2 separate regions of the Mus musculus genome follow, and region 2 is linked to region 1. The links are chromatin contacts, called in public promoter capture Hi-C maps. All regions are on one chromosome and are shown on one strand. The core of a region is the stretch at or near the end of the contact, and the rest is flanking DNA. Distances in the headings are between cores, read along the strand shown.

Region 1 (2,700 bases), core at 99-2,598:
AGTGGCTATGGGTGCCTTTCCTAGTGATCAGCTCAACTGTGTGCAGGGCAATTATCTGGCCAGGTGCCCTGTGTGGAAATGCGTACAGAGTGCATGGTTTTCTGACTGTGTCCCAAGTCACTCCCAACTCACAAAAACGATGAGTTTGGAAATGGAATACTCTGAACTCATCTCTGCTCTGGCTTCGCACTACTTAGAGGTTTAAATAAATTGAAAAGCCATTACGTAATTTCCTAGCACTGACCCCAATTTTTAAAGAAGATTATATGGAAGGGAGAGCCAATGCACAGAGGAGGAAAGGTAGTTTCCATCAAATTATTTTCCTATCGACAACACATTTGGCCACAGAAGTGGGCACAAGTCTTCCATCCCTCTCTTGCCTTTCTTTCTTTGCCTCACCACCCCCCCCCCACGCCCCCGCTAAATTCCCACCTTGTACAAAAGCTCTGGCTCCCAGGCGAGGCTCTCCCACGCGCTGGGGATCAGGTGCAAAAGGCTCCTCTCTAATAAACAGCCCATTGAAAGGGCCGCCCGCTCTTTATTGGGGCTTTTCAAAGTTCGCCTCAAACCTCCCTTTAAAAGATGGAGTAATTACAATGGTCAGCGACTGGCAATGGTGAAGGTGCTGCTTCTCATAAGAACTGTAAAAAGCCTTTAGTAAAACAACTGAATGTCTGGCCCCAGCATGGGGACTTGGCCGCCTCTGGGACAGTAACAGGTAGCAGGAAAATTTCCTTCCTTTTCTCCCCCTCTCCCTACATTTCAGCTAAGCTATTTCAGAGTCCAATCGGTTTTCCAGTACTACATTCTCCTGAAATAGATAGTTTCATATGCACGATGAGCCTAAATATCTGTACACCAAATAAAACTATGGGCAGCAGGTGTTTTTGTTTGTTTGTTTTGTTTTGTTTTGTTTTTCTCTTTCTCTCCTTTTCTCCCCTGAATAAGTGAGAACTGGAAGTGGTTGTTTGCTTTGGGGACTTTCAAATAACCGCTTACAAATAATTACAGTTACTCCCCTCCCCAAACATTCTAAAAGCTTCTATACTATTAAAAATTAAATGTAATTAGAAAGCCTGCAGGGGGTACTTGAGTGCTGGGACTCATTACGTGCGAGTACTTGTGGGCAATTACGAGGAGGGACACTGATCTCAAATATAGGGACAACCGACTCCACAAATGTGCGCATGCAAAGTACCAAGGTACAGCTCTTCAATTATTGCTTTTATTCTCGGGAGAGTAAAAAATAGGAATCATAATTACCTGTTGTTAAAAGGTTCTGAATAGTGACGATCTCATAACCCTGGAGCCTCGGGACACCTTGCCTTCTGCGTGGGCGAATTCCTCGTGTCCCGGTGGCGCGGGCGCTAGGGTTATATAGCCGAGTTGCTGATGCTGAGCGCGGGCGGGGCCGTGAGCTGAGCAACGAGCAGGTCCCTGCGCCCCGCAATCGCGCACGCGTCCAGACTGAACGACTCCCGCCCTCATTCACCCCTCCCCAGAACTTTCCTCCCGCCCCCTTCCACCACCACTCCCCTCACCCCCACAGTACCTCCGCCCCTGCTCCTTCCTCCCCGGCATGCGCCATATGGTCTTCCCGGTCCAGCCAAGAGCCGGGAACCACGTGACCTGCCTATTTGTATGCCGCGGAGCGCTCCATTCCGGCCCCTTTGTGGCCAGAAGAAAGTGGCCCATCTGTCGCCAGTTAGAGACTCCGCGGACCTGTTTTTACCCGCAGGAGAGATTAACCCTTTGTGGCAGCAGAAGACAGAGGACATGTGGGGGGGGGGGGGGTTGCGGGAGGCGAGCTGGAAAGGTAAAGAAAGATCACTGAGTCTATGTCCTAGCCTGAAGACTGCTTTAGCGCAGAGAGGTAGACAGAGGTGAACCACTCACAATCCCAGATACTGAGGTGCACTGAAGGGTCCTTCCCTTGACAATGGTCTCCGGTGGTGCAGTTTGACTTTGTTCTCTCTGGAGAGGCCCATCTCTTAGCTTCTACCTCTTAGCAGAGGCTTTGCTTATTGCCACCAAAGGGTGGCTGGCTTCTAATCTCCATCACCTCTCTAGGCAAACATTTATTTCATATAAAAACGACCTCATCTGGAAACACAGCCTTGACTCAACCTTCCTGACTAGAGCATCTTCTAGAATCCTTTGCAAGTCAGCTTCCATACCCTACACTTGAACACTCCAAATGTAAACCTAACGGTCACCTGCTCCTACCCCAGAGACTTCACTAAGAGTCTTCAACTCTAAACCCTAGAATTTTGTGTCTAAAGCTAGTTTTTGCCAGCAGACCTTGGCTCCGTTGGTTTTCAGATGCTCCTGGAGTAATGAATGACCTCAGCTAGCTCATCTAGGGAATGCTAAGATTAAACAACCCCGCACCAGAGGTGGGAATTTCATCTCTGACACAGACCATAATTCAATCACAGCCTTCCTTGAGCCCCTAGTGCTCAATCTCTGGGGCCTTGGTCAGAAGAAGCTCAAAGAGAAGCTGCAATAAAACTCTATTCAATGTGCTGTTTCCCTTTCTGGGGACTCTGTGTTTTGAGTCAAGCAAAGTCTATTGTGGAATAGCCTTATCTATTCTTAAATAAGGAGTCTTTATTTTCTCCATCTGAAGGAGGAATCTTTCAGATGGATGATCCTCCGTCCTTCTAGCCCAAGAAAAGTGACAGAGGAGGAGGAGGAATG
Region 2 (2,700 bases), core at 179-2,678, 810 kb after region 1:
TTCTGCCTGTGCTACCAGAGGATTCGGATTCTTATCATGAACTGTGGGTAACACAAAAAAATTGGCACTTTGATTTCTTTGCAGATTTGGGTTTGGGTTTCAGTGTTTTGTGTTTATAAGTTGACCATACCGCAGAGACTGACTGAATTAGCACTGTAAACTCACCCAGCTAAAGATCAGCGATATCAGATCTGCCAGAACGATTCTGCTCCATGAATTTTTTAAAGGCAGCAGCCGTGTGAGATGAGCCTTGCTCTTACTGGCTTTACCAGGGTGTTGCACCCCCAGACAAGGTACCATAGTGAGATGGCATCCTACCCAGATGGATGCCTGGCTCTTAACAGCAGGATTTGTCTCTGGTCTCTTCTCAGTATAGTATGGTGAGATTAGGTGGCACATCTTCCCAGAGCATCGCATTACTTGGCACCTGTAACCATCTGCAATCTGTCATAGTTCCTGTGAGGTCCTTACAAACGTGTCTTGCTTTTACAATGTGCCCAAGACTTACAGAAGTCAACTTGTCTTCTACTGAGATAGATTTGTAGCTCTGCAGAGATGGAACAAGAGCACTTGGAGAAAGACATGCCATCTTGTTTTCTGAAAAGACTAGAAAAAAAAATTAAGTCCAGTATCATGGTACCACTTAAAATACGGACACCATGAAGAATAAGTCATACTAGGTGGAAAGAGCTCTAGAATCATCTCTTCCAGGTTGCATTAAAGACATGTGTAGACCAAGCAGCTTTTCAATGTCAGTTATGCAGGAAGCTAATTAACTATCAAAACCACTCTAGTCTGTCGTTGACAACAGAAGTTAAGCAGAAGAGGAAGAAGGGGGGAGGAGTCCCAATTCATCTAGTGAGAAAAAATAATAAAGGACCAAAATACCTACTGAGTATGTGCAGGTGAAGTTCACTCACTTCTGAGAGAGACTGCTCTAAGAAACTGAGTTTCTGTCTGGGGCAATTGTTTGAAGACCTTCAACTCTCAACCCAGACCTATTTTTTAAAAACCTTGCAATTGGCAGGGTATGTGTGTATAATAAACACTGTGTGGTTCTAGCGGACTAAATGCCATACTATGTTTTTAAAAAAGCATCCAGTTATAGGCTAAAAAGACGCCAATGTGTGTTTCTCGTGACATTCTGAGCTCAGGGAGTAGTGACCCTCTTTCTAATAAGGAAATCCAGTTCCTGGAGTCAGATGACAAGCCCTGATTTAGATAAACCGAACGAAAACTCTGAAGACGCATAATGCGCGGCAAAAGTGCTATATAAATGTAAGGACTATTGCTACAGAATAAAGGATGTGATGCAAAAGTTGGCAGCAGAGGAAGGCCTTACAGATAGATGGGTAAACACAGCAAGGAGGGTGCAGAAAGGAAGATTCGTGAACCGTAGGAGGCAGGTGATGGCATAGCCCCCTCTGCTGGCTTAAACGTTCATCTGCAACTACCGTCTTCATGGAAGGAGAAAAGCAGAACTTGAGCTGTTTGAGGAATTGAGTACTTGGCCGACTAGACTCAAACCGAAATCTAACGTTGTTACCGGTGATGGTACATACAAGGACACTTCGTATCCTTTGGTCAGCTTCCGCAGTTGAGCCTATAGCCAAGAACACAATCCTAGCTGTAAAGAGTGACGCAATGCAGGGATTACAGGGTTGGGGGGGGGGGGGCGGGGGCGGGAGGGTTTGTTTGTTTGCTTGCTTGTTTGTTTCAATAAACCAAACCCACGGGACAACGCTCATTCAATCACAAAATAATGTTCACGAAAGGTATTTGCTGCCTAGATTTTACAAATTAACCTAGATTTTAATACATAGACAATAGATAATGCTGCTAGTTACGAAGCCGGGCAGTGGTGGCACACACCTTTAATCCCAGTACTTGAGAAGCAGGAGTAGGTGGGTCTCTGAGTTCAAGGCCAGGCTGGTCTACAGAGTGAGTTCTAGGACAACCAGAGCTACACAGAGAAACCCTGTCTCGAAAACAAAAACAAACAAACAAACAAATAAATATAGTAAAGCTGCTTGCTCTGAGACAATAGGGAAATTTTTTTAATTAGTGTTGAGACTGCAATAACTGAAGTGACATAGACTTCAGATCTTAAAAACCTGATAAACAAAATTGGTCTCTGTGCTAAATGAAATTCCATCTCATTGGAGTCTTCTCTCCCTCCACCGATGGTCCAAGGAGAAAAGGGCTCAGAAATAAGTGTTGGAATGTGTTCATTAACATCACACTCCGAAATGTCAAATTCAGCACCGAGGGATATTAGATTAACACATGCTAGATCCAAAAACATTTTGGGGCCTCCCCTGTGGATTTAATGTACATGGGCACAGGGGAGGGGTAGATTGCCTGAATCAGTACTCTGATAATCACCCACCTCCATCCCAATATTACACAGCATTGATAACAAAATATAATCAAGTAAAATGGCATTACATGTAACTCTAACTCCTTAAATCAGGTGAGCCTTCGTGAGACTTTAATTGTGTCTTAGTCATTAAAGAACGTAAATCGTCCCTACTGAAAATTTTAAACTAGAGCATAGAAGTCCTACTGAGCCCAGTGCTATTTACATGCTGGGTGAAAATTCTAATTTTCCTGAAACCTACATATCTTCATCTACCTTCCTTGCTCTAGAAGACTTTGGCTATCTCCTGAATCACAGTAGAGGTAGAGCGCCCTCTAGTG

What was found. Promoter capture Hi-C pulls out the DNA fragments that hold promoters and counts their contacts.
Region 2: a contact with region 1 is called in a promoter capture Hi-C map of hippocampal neurons, with 3 times the contacts expected there. The contact joins the enhancer-like site here to the promoter of Neurod1 in region 1. A contact is called at or near these places in 3 of 39 promoter capture datasets (the 3T3-L1 cell line, the HPC-7 cell line and hippocampal neurons), 2 of 115 datasets of contacts at active chromatin or transcription factors (astrocytes and forebrain) and 1 of 9 other capture datasets (embryonic stem cells).

The regions. Positions count from the first base shown.
Region 1 is chr2:79,455,288-79,457,987 of GRCm38.p6, forward strand. It overlaps Neurod1 (neurogenic differentiation 1), which reads right to left and starts at 1,349. Exons shown (of 2, transcript NM_010894.3): 1 at 1,264-1,349.
Region 2 is chr2:80,265,618-80,268,317 of GRCm38.p6, forward strand. No RefSeq gene overlaps it. Among named protein-coding and RNA genes, the nearest start is that of Gm36153, 25 kb to the right of the region's middle. Within about 2 kb of position 1,429, at least 14 of the 459 cell types and tissues checked have an H3K27ac peak or open chromatin away from gene starts, as enhancers often do. A contact at or near this core is called in hippocampal neurons, where this site is marked.